Regions from separate parts of the Sus scrofa genome. Here region 1 is linked to region 2. The links are chromatin contacts, called in public HiChIP or PLAC-seq maps. All regions are on one chromosome and are shown on one strand. Each heading gives the region's core, a stretch centred on a gene start, on an enhancer-like site or on the middle of the called end of the contact. The rest is flanking DNA. Distances are from core to core; before and after follow the strand shown.

The links. HiChIP or PLAC-seq counts read pairs in DNA pulled down with a chosen protein or histone mark.
Region 1: a contact with region 2 is called in an H3K27ac HiChIP or PLAC-seq map of alveolar macrophages. The contact joins the enhancer-like site here to the promoter of FNTB in region 2. A contact is called at or near these places in 7 of 47 Hi-C or Micro-C datasets (embryonic fibroblasts, heart right ventricle, liver and 4 more) and 2 of 2 datasets of contacts at active chromatin or transcription factors (alveolar macrophages and skeletal muscle).

The regions. Positions count from the first base shown.
Region 1 is chr7:89,124,406-89,130,055 of Sscrofa11.1, reverse strand. FNTB (farnesyltransferase, CAAX box, beta) reads right to left here. Exons shown (of 12, transcript NM_001244680.1): 11 at 5,013-5,127; 12 at 1-464. The coding sequence ends at 333. Among named protein-coding and RNA genes, the nearest start is that of MAX, 41 kb to the left of the region's middle. Within about 2 kb of position 3,850, at least 12 of the 83 cell types and tissues checked have an H3K27ac peak or open chromatin away from gene starts, as enhancers often do. A contact at or near this core is called in alveolar macrophages and skeletal muscle, where this site is marked.
Region 2 is chr7:89,049,672-89,055,375 of Sscrofa11.1, reverse strand. FNTB (farnesyltransferase, CAAX box, beta) reads right to left here and starts at 2,742. Exons shown (of 12, transcript NM_001244680.1): 1 at 2,550-2,742. The coding sequence starts at 2,693.

The sequences.
Region 1 (5,650 bases), core at 2,601-5,100, 74 kb before region 2:
TGCCATGGTCAGACCGGAGCACTGGCGAGAGGGCTGCTCCTTCCCAGCATGCACTGTTCCCCAGCCAACCCCGGCCAGGTCAGAGCCAGGTTCAGATGCCGCATGGCCGGTAGATTTTTGGTTTAACAGGAATGGAAAGAATCTTTAAAAAACCAGGCCACTGCGTTCTCTAGACTGGGAGCCATCGGTTTTGTTTAACAAGAAAGGACAAAGAACCAAACTCCACAGTGGCCAAGGCTTGTGCAGCACAGAATGCAGTGTGTATCGAAATGTATAAACCTTGGTCTGACTGGGGAGGTGGGTGAACACAGACCCGTGGGACCTCGTGTCCTCTAGTCAGTGGCAGGCTCTGCTGTTGCCTCATCCTCATGCTCCTCAAAGCCTGGGACCGGCTTCTGTAGAAAGTGCATGGTGGCTTGGATCACCTTATCTGGTCCAATATTGTATACAGGGTGAGTGGGCTGCTGCAAAGAGAACAGATGCCAATTAATCACTCCAGTGCACAGCCTTTGCCCATTTAATGCACTTACAAGAATATAACATTGGAGATCCCGTTGTGGCTCAATGGTTAACAAACCCAACTAGCATTCATGAGGACGCGGGTTCAATCCCTGGCCTCACTCAGTGGGTTAAGGATCTGGCGTTGCCGTGAACTGTGGCTTGGATTCCACGTTGCTGTGGTTAGGCCAGCGGCCACAGCTCCAATTGGACCCCTAGCCTGGGCACCTCCATATGCTGAGGGTGCAGCCCTAAAAAGACAAAAAGACAAAACAAAAAGAATATAATATAAGGAATCATCAGAGATACACATGGAGATTTATCTCACAAGGCCCTATTGTACAACAGGGAACTGGTAAGACATGTTATAGTACATGGGACACAGAGGAAGAGAGCCATTAAAAACATGCTTTCAGCATGTAAATCAATGAAGTTAGAATACATCATACACAAAAATAAATTCAAAATGGCCTAAAGACTTAAATACAAAACAGAACACCATAAAACTCCAAGAAGAGAACAAGAAGAGAAGGCAAAACATTGACATAAATCCTACCAATGTTTTCTTAGGTCAGTCTCCCAAAACAACGGAAATAAAAGCATAAATGAACAAATGGGACCTAATCAAACTTAAGCTTTTGCACAGCAAAGGAAACCATAAACAAAAGAAAACCTACGGACTGGGCGAAAATATTTGCAAAGATGCAATTGACAAAAGACATCCTTTCAAATATTTAATGATATTGGCAAATACTTACATTAAGTGTGGAAGACAGTATGTGATATTATCCCCAAACTTATGATTTTGGGAGGCTTTTTCGGCCGTAGATTCAGCCAAAAAATAAAGTGTTGGTAGATATGATGTATATGAAATAGGCCAAAAAAAAAAAAATGAATGTAGGCCAAAATAGGAACAGTGATGATTGTTTTTAATTTTCTTTTAGTTTTATATGTACTCCAATTATTTAAAAAATAAATATGTGTTTATAATCAAGAAAAAGGACCGTGATCCTATTACACTTAAGTAAAGGCGTCAGGCCATCAATAAGTTAATTTATCCCACAGAACCCCCTCCCCAAAAAAACTTTAGTGTGAGACAAGGCACAAGCCTAGGCCAGTACTGAAGTTAAGAAAATACTTTGAGCAAATCCATGCCAGAACAAAGGTAAACTAAATAGTTTTATAGAGCAATATAAATTTTCAAAATTGATTCAAGAAAAAAATTTTAAAACCTATATAGGTTAAATCAACAACTGTTTATTTTGCTACCAGCATTTCTGTCCCCACCCCCACCCAAAAAATACCAGGCCTACATGGTTTCTCAAGCAAATGTTAGCTTACAGGGAACCAATAATCATTAACTTATACAAACTTTTCTAAAGACTAAAAAACATTTTCAAGTAGGGGAAGAAGATGGCCATCTAATTTTATGAGGCTATATTATTGTGAAACACAAACTGGAAAAGAATACAAAAAAAAAGTTTTAGATCAATATTTCTGATGAACACACATGCAAAAAATCCTAAATAAAAATACTGGCAAAGTGAATCCTGCAGGCAGTGTGTTAAACCAGCACATACACACTCACTCTAAAGGGCTTGTCCTGGTTAATATGTAAGGTTAACATCAGAACATGTATCAACCAAATAGAACATTAGAGGAGAAAAACTAGATGTAGAAAAAGCATTCAATAAAGTTCAATACTAGATTATGACTGAAACAAATGAAAAACCCCAGCAAACCAGGAACAGACGGGAACATTCTTAACCTGATATGAAATACCTATGAAAACATCACAGTAAGCATCCTATTCATGGTGGAATTACAGAAGCCTCCCCATTAAAATCAGAAGCAAGATAGGAACACTTCCTATTACCACCTCCAGTCAGCACACCATTGGGGTTTTAGCCAACATTACAAGGCAAGAAAAAGAAAGTTCTTAAGAATCAAGGAGGAAAGGCAAAACCAAAGATGATACTATGTTCTAAATTTAAGAAATCCAAGAGATTCTAGAGACAAACTATTAAAACTATTAAGAGAATTCAGCAAGGTGGCTGGATACAAAATTAAAATATGATTATCAATAGCTATATACAACCAATTACAAAATAAAATGGAAAGGAGTTCCTGTTGTGGCCCAGTGGTGATGAACCCAACTAGGATCCATGAGGATGCAGGTTTGACCCCTGGCCTTGCCTAGTGGGTTAAGGATCCAGCGTTGCTGTGAGTTGTGGTGTAGGTCGTAAATGCAGCTCAATCTGCTGGCTGTGCTGTAGGTCGCAGCTGCAGCTCAAATTCGATCCCCAGTCCAGGAACTTGCATATGCTGCAGGTGCAGCCAAAAATAAATAAATAAATAGGAAGCCTTAACATTGAAAAGAAGTTAGTTCTCTCCCATTAATCTTATATTCAATGCAATTCTAATAAAAAAAATCTATTAGGTTTTTTTTTTGTTTGTTTTTTTTTTGTGGAACTTGATAAGCTGATCCTAAAATGCAAGGAAATCCTAAAATGCAAAAGGCAAAGAAGAGCCAAGGCAATCTTGAGGAGAAAGAACAAGGTGAGTGGGACTTGCCTACATGCATTTAAGATTTGCTTAAGACTCAGAAGATAACAAACAGACTGTCAGAACAGAGTGTCCAGAAACAGAGTTACCTCATACAGAAACTTGAGTATGTGACACACATGTGATACTCATCAGTAGGAGGGGTTGTAAACTTCAGTAAGTGGTGCTGGTCAATTGGTTATCCAAATAGGAAAATGATAAAATTACATCCACCCCTCACTGCAGATGGAAATCAATTCCAAGAAAGTTAAAGCACTAGATGGGAAAAGCAAAACTTTAAACTGTCTCAAAGAAAATATATTTATGACCTCGGGTGGGAAAAGATTTAAGTAACCCCTCCCCCCCAAAAAAAGGCCCCTCAAAAACTAAAAAGGCAAAGAAAATTATTCACTTTATCATTAAAGTCTTCTATTCGACAAAAAAAAACACTAGAAACAAAGTCACCAACAGGAAGAGACTGACCACACACACACTGCTGACAAACAGTATCAAGAACACACAAAGAACTCCTGCAAACATACATATAAGAAAAAAAAATTATAAATAAGAAAATGAGCAATGGATAGGAACTGGCTGGCATTTCACAGAAGACATAATACAAATGGCCAAAAAACGTTTGAAAAGATGCTCAGCCCTGCTGGTAATCGGGAAATGCAAAACAAAACCAAGACACCATTTCACATCTGTCAAGTTGGCAGAAAGGAAAAGTCTGGCTATGGGATGACTCATCTTGGTGCCATGTGAGCATAAAACAACCCAAGCACACAGGGGCGTGGTTCAGGGCCGGTTAGTGAAGATGAGGGTGTGTCTCTCCCAGAGAAACTAACGCGAGAATGTTCACTGCAATACCAGTGTAATAGCACAATCTGAAACCATCTCCATGTTAACCAACAGAAGACCAGCCAGTGAAACTGGGGTACACTTAGGCAAGGGAATACTATACAGTAGTTAAGATGAGTAAACTGGAGCACCGCATATGAAGACAAATAAACCTCAAAAGTGTAATAGTGAGAAAAGTGATGCACTGTTAAGTGGTGCAATAAATACTGTTTTCAAACATACAAAACAACTCTATTGTTCGTGGATACATACCTATGTAGCAACAGCACAGAAACATCTGCAGGCATGATAAATGTCAAGTTTACGACAGAGTTATGCTGAGGAAGGAGGGAGGGAAAAGAATGGAAGGGGGTTGCATAGGAGGCAAATAGGCAAAAATGTTAAGACTTGTGAAAGCCGAAGGATCGTTTTGATTTTCTCGATTACTAGTGAGTTTGAGCATCTTTTCATCCACCTACTGGCCAACTGTGTTTCTTCTGCTGGAATGTTTCGTGAGAGTCTGCACCGACCCTATCACCTGATGTCTGTGGAGAGTCATAGCGAAGCCACCTTTCAGGCTCATGACTAACTCAGGAGCACCCCATGTGGCCAGGCTGGTCTGGGGCTGGATGCAGTGGTGAACAGCCGACCCGCACGAGGCTGACAGTTTTAGAGGGAAGCGGACCAAACCAGTTAAACGCACATGTGACAAACTGTGCTGAATGCTCTGAAGAGCATAGACAAAGCTCTGGCAGAGTGTCTCATTTACAGAAGGTGGTCTGAGAAGGCTTCTCTGGAGGGATGGCCGCAAGCTGAGGATTCCAGAAGACAACCAGCCACCTGGCTGCAGACGCTAAGCTCACTGCCTCCTAGTCAGCTTCCTCAGAGAGGGGAACTTGTGACACGTGGTCTGGGTGCTGGACTCTGGGACAAGGGCACAGACACTCTGTCCCACGGTGGACCCCCTCCTTGGAACCTCAGGAGAATGGGCTTCAGACAGAGGGAGGGAGGGTGGAGACAGCAAGCTCACCAGCCTGTGCCCGTGGGACCTGCGCACAGCCAGTTCTCTTGGCAGCCCATTCTGCACCCCTGCAGAGCAGCAGTGTTCAGCAAGCCCCAACCCTCCTTACCAGGGCGTTTTCCGGCACACCCAGGACCACGTCGTGCAGCATGGCTCCGCTGCCGAAGTGCTGGGCTATGGACAGGCCGCTCAGGCAGTAGCAGGTGTGGTAGAAGTCTCGGGACCTGCAAGGACAGGGCAGCTCTGAGCAGGTGCTCCTCTGCTCCCCGCCCACCCCCAGCAGAGCCTCCCAACAACAAGGCCACCGCTCAGACACAGGAGCCCCAGGGAGCTCACACTCCCATCCCACCCTCCACATGCCTCCAACAAGCTGGCTTCGCCAGAAGCAGTGTGCACAGCCCCATCCTTCTGCCCTTCCTGGCGCCAGGAACTGTCATCCTAGAGTCAGTCCCTTCACTTGTTTTCTGGAAGGCGCTCTCCAGGGTAGTGCTGGTACTAAATCAATATATTTCTCAAAACAAAAAACCCCAAAATGTCTAGAAGTGGGCCAAAGTCATTCCTCATAAATCGCTGGGAACCAGCCTTCAGGTGGGCCTTCCCGTGGATGGTGTTGGCAGCAGAGGTGTGTGTGTGTGTGTGTGTGTGTGTGTGTGTGTGTGTGTGTGTGTGTGTGTGTGGTGAGCAGCCTGTAATAGTTGTGATTATAATCTGTTTATGACCCTCAGGAGTTTTAAAATCCTATATCCT
Region 2 (5,704 bases), core at 1,493-3,992:
CCCCACCCATGCCTGGCACATTGCATCTTTATTTTTCTCCACAGCACTCCGCTCTAACACTAAGATAGATAGATAGATAGATAGATAGATAGACAGACAGACAGACAGACAGACAGATTAGATTTTTTTCCCCTTTTTTAATTGACTGCCTTCCTGGCCTAGAACAAAAGCTTCATAAAGGCATCAACTTGGCCTCTTTTGTTCACTCCCTTATGCCCAGTGCCTAGAACAGTGCCTGGCACAAAGAAAGCACTCAAGTATTTGTTGGGTGAATGCAAATGAGTGAATGGAACAGAAGAACCAAGAGCTAAGGACTCTTTCCACTGTTTAAAGGTTTAACTATTACCAAATCACTGTTAAACAAATGAATAGCATCCTGATAATCAGGAAGCCTATGACAAGCATTTGTTTTTAACTGGCAATGGCACAAAATTGAGCTGTCGGTAAATCCCTCAGAAGAAAAAGAATTTTCAGTCAGAACCAAAAGAATAACGGCAGTGTCTTCTGTAAACAACTCCTAGCAAGGTTGTTTTTTCTTATGATTATATCATCATTAACCTACAAACCAAGTACTCCTCTAAGCCTCAGTCTTCTCATCTGGAAAATGTGTAAGGATTGAATGATACAATGTATGGAGAGCATTTACTGGGTATGGAACCCAAAAAATGGAGACTATAATGATAATTACAACACTGAGGCAGCCATGAGGATTAGATACTATATTATCTTCCTATGATATGGAACTGTTTATCCTAGACTTTTAAAATATGAGCTGGAATAATGATATGGACAAGAAACACAAGATGCTCTACCATCTACCACATAGTTGGGCCTAGATTTGAAAGACATCCTATAGCACCAATGTTCCATATCAGAACCTAGTTTCCACACCTGGCCCAGACCTTGGGCAACTCTTTTGCAGACCAGCACCTTGTTGCATCCTTTTCTCCATGGCTTATTATACCTAAGCACTTAGAATATAAGTCTTTCCCTGACAGGAACTAACCAAGGGCATTCAACGGAAAAAGAACAAAAAAAGTACTGCACGTAAAAAAAAAAAAAAAAAAAGAGCAGATGCGTAAAGCTCTTTGTAATGCTCCCGTTCTTGACTTGCCCCTCTAATCATGGAAGTTTCTGTTCCGCTCTATAAATTAGCTCAACTTCTGATTCCCTGTTCTCCACTAACATCTTATCTATCCATAGCCTTATGTGCTAGGTCCATTCTGTTAGCTACATAAGAGGTGATCCCATAGTCTTAGGAAGGATAAAAAGAAAAAGGCTTGAACTGAATCAACTCAACAACCCATCACTTAGGAATATCACAAAGACCCTGTGGCCTTTTCACTGATGGGAGATTTCTTTGCAATCTTTTGCAAAAGACTTTTGTGGAAGGACACACTGGTGGGCAAACTAACCTGGGAAACTAGAATCAAAGGGTAAGTTTCCTTTCTACCCTAAAACCCACGAAGCTTAAATCTCCAGTTAAAATATTCCCTCTGCTACTATGTGCATAAGTGTATATTCAAGCCCTTGTTTTTGTTATCATAGTCATAATTATACAATATAATAATTATCATTACTAATTTTGCCAAAATCGAGGCCTCCAATCTCAGGTATAAAAATCAAAGCAGGTCCCTCCAAGATTAAATCTGGAGACTGATGTAACTATGAGGTCTTATTTTAGGAAGCAGCCTGATGCTTATTTGTTAGTGCTAAAAAGAATCCTTCTGATCACTTCCCCTAAAGACAGATGGGTAAGCACTTCTACAGTAACTAACTTGGGAACAATTTCCACTGGGGAACAAAAATAAAGTTCACTACTCACTCCCCAAACACGTTTCAGTGATAGGCTCCATCTACTTCGAGGCCTCAGTGAATGGCAAGTAGTCCAAAATTCATACTCTTATTACAGCACTTTCCAAACTTTATTGTTTTCCTGTTTGTCTTCTTCACCAGGCTGTGGGATGCTCACGATCGGGTCTGTTTTATTTCTTTCTATTTCCAGCGCTCAGCATTGTGTCCAACACATTGCTGGTGCTCAAATGACTGACTACTAAAACGCCCAGCCACGAGGCAGGCCTCAAACATGGCAATGTGGGTCAGAAATTAAAAAGACCATGGAATGGCATGTCTGCAGTCTGGCCACTTTTTTCCCCCTCCAGGTCCCAAAACTATGCGTTGAGTGGGGAAAGTGCACTATCCATCCGAGAACCTCCAAATGCCTGGCAGAATGGAGTGGGCTGTCCGACCCGCTCGGGCTGCTTCAGTCCTTCACAGAACAACATTCTGTCCGCTCCCTAAAGCAGAGGGGACCCAGGAACTGTCCTCTACCTCCAACCTCGACAACGACCCCTCCCCAACCTGACCCCACAAACACTCCACTACCCTGCCCAAGCCTGGGCGCCCGGAGCTTTCCAGAGGGGAGGAGCCGCAGTGCACTGTGGGAGCTGTAGTTCCCCGGTGAGTTCCACGCCGGGGCTGCCCTGAGGACAGCACTCCCGCTCCCAGAAGCCCCCGCGCGGGCGCCTCGCCCAGTCAAGCCACCTCACCTGTTCAATGGACGTGACTGTTTCCACTGAGTCGTCCTGCAACCGCTCCCGCGCGTGCTCGGGCCTCAGACTGTACAGCGGCTCTGACCAGACAGGGGAGGAAGATGGAGGGCAATAGTAGGTGAAGGAACTCGGAGAAGCCATGATCAGGAAAGCAGCGGGCGGTGTATAGGACTCAGCTTCGTCAAACAACAACGCGTATTGAAACTCGAGCGGGCTAAGGCGCTACGGGAAGCGGATAGAGTCAAAAGATTTTGAACGCGAATCGCTCTTGCCACCTACACGTCTCCAGTGAGTGAGTCACTGGGATGCTTCCGCCCCCCATTGGGCAGAGGAGCTGCTGCAAGAGGCTCTGTTTCTTGGCGCGCGAGGAAGGAATTTAATTTCACTTTCAACATTCTGCTCATTCTCACGTAATTGTTATGTTGGTAGTTCGGGTGCCCAAGAACCCAATGACTGTAACTTTAAAAGCCTTTCTGACAGCTCTCCTGATTGCCTCAGTCATGCTATTAGGAATAGAATTATTGTGCGCCTTTGCGTACATGATAACCGTCCGGGAGACGCCAGAAGCTTCTCCAAAAAGGACATGCTATCTCAATACTCAGTGATGGAGGGAAGGGGCACTGTAATTCTCTCCTATCCCGTTGAGGGTGATAGTGCAGTACCAGGAAATAAAATGCAGTAGAAGGAACAAGTGTAAGTGAAACAACCAAGAAAGTATTCACTCATTTATTCAGCAATTTTTTTTTTTTTTTCTTTTTAGCGCTACACCGAAGGCAGGCGTATGGAGGTTCCCAGGCTAGGGGTGGAATCTGAGCTACCACTGCCGACCTGCACCACAGCTACAGCAACGCCGGATCCGAGCTGAGTCGGCTACCCACACCACAGCTCAGGGCAATGCCAGATCCTTAACCCACTGAGCAAGGCCAGAGATTGAACCCACATCCTCTTGGATGCTAGTGGAATTCGTTTCTGTTGTGCCGCTAAGGGAACTCCCCATTCAGCAAGTTTTAATAGAGCACCTACTACATGTCAGGCAACTGTGCTAGGCTCCAGGAATATAAAAGTGAACAAACAAGATCCTTGCCCTTGGGAAACTTACAGTCTAGTGGAAGTGATAAAATTAAGTGAATGAACACAATAAATACATGAAGATTTGTGATAAATTGTATGAAGGAAAACAACAGGATCTATGAGAGAAATTAAAGGAGGAGGGGACTAATTAGATTGGGTGGTGAGGCCAAGCCTCCCTGCAACATGTAAGCGGTGACCTGGAGGATGATAAGGAGCCATCCATGTGAACATCCTGGGGAAGAGCCTCATAAAAGGAAAGAACAGCAAGTTTGAGAGAATATTCCACAAATACACTCGTGTGTTTGTATTAATTCTGATATTTAATAATGGAAAATAATATGATAAAAAGGATGTGTGTATATATATATATGAAATACATATGAATGAAAAAGTATATATCTATTAGAGATATATGATTGGGTCACTATACAGCAGAAATTGACTCAACACTGTAAATCAGCTGTACCCTAATAAAAAATAAATTAAAAAAAATCACCACTGGGGAGTTCCCGTCGTGGCGCATCGGAAATGAATCTTACTAGGAACCATGAGGTTGCGGGTTTGATCCCTGGCCTTGCTCAGTGGGTTGAGGATCCAGTATTGCCATGAGCTGTGGTGTAGGTCACAGACGCGGCTTGGCTCAGATCCTACACTGCTGTGGCTGTGGCGTAGGCCGGCAGCTGTAACTCCAACTGGACCCCTAGCCAGGGAATTTCCATATGCCACAGGTGCGGCCCTACAAAGACAAAAGAAAGACAAAAAAAAAAAATTATATATATATATATATACATATATATATATATCTGATATTTAATCTGAAGGGGTTCTAATAAAAGAAATTCCTTTTGAGTGGGGTTAATCATCAGATATGCCTCCATTAAATTGTTGAAATTGTGATTTTTAGGAAAACCCTGCTACCTTTGGACAAGCAATAGAAGAGAACCTCTTTCAGGGACCACATCAAAAGGACTACACCAAAATTATATCAAGGGGTTAAAATATTTAGAGTCAGGGTGGGGGTTCGAGGAATGGGAGAATATAAGATGATAACAGACTTTCCAGATATACTTGGACACAAGCTCAACTTTCTGCCAGAAGTATTTTATTCTGTTCCCACTCAATTCCATGTCACATGTCTAGGACCCAGGGAACCATGGTGTGATATTTCACAACCAGCCATTCCCCTGTTCTCAGTCTCTGGTGTCTAAGGAAGAGGCTGGGATGGCCTAAGGCCTCAGGTAGAGAAACACCATCACCATATCCATTTTAGAAATACTGTTGCTGCATTAATTCCTGGAGGTACCAGAATATTTCTAAATCTGAGAATAAGCAGGACTGTGTGGGTTAGGATCACAGATATGGCTGCACAACATGAAATGGTCTCATTCTTCCCTCTGTATTGGCATTTTTTTCTGTTTTGAAAAAAAATTATCTGTTAAGGTCTGGTCATATGTAAGAATTGCACTTTTTTTTTTTTTGTAAAGGGTTGCTCTGGGGGCTAGAAATTGAAACTGAGCTACTGAAAGAGTAGCTGGAACAGTTTTGTAACAAATTATTACATCTGTTCCAGGTGCACCTAAAACAACTGCAAACTGCATTCAGGAAACAGAAATCTAGTTCTGAGCTCCTCCACAGTGAGATGGGAAAGATGTTAATAGGGGCATGGCAAGAGTCTCCTGCAGGATGATGTCTGTTCATGTGCTGGGCACTGAACTGAGCACTGAGGAGATGCTGGTGAACAAACCAGACACATTTCTCAGCCCTTAACGGATTTCATGATTTACCAGAAGAAGCAGACATTACAGAATTGACCACTTTATTGCAGTTGAGGAAAATGGCATGAGGGAGAAAGAAGCACAGGGCATTGTGAGATTGCAGGGGAGACAGAGTAGTCTGGAAGACCATGAGGAAATAAGTTAACTCGCCTGAGATGAAAGGACATCCCAGGCAGAGGAAACTCAGTGACAACAAAATCAAGTGAAACAAGGAATGGAAAATATAAGGAGTTTATACTCTACGTAGCATCAAGAAGATTTTTCAGCCTTGGATAAGCAGCGGCCCACCAGTCGTCCTTCTTCCAA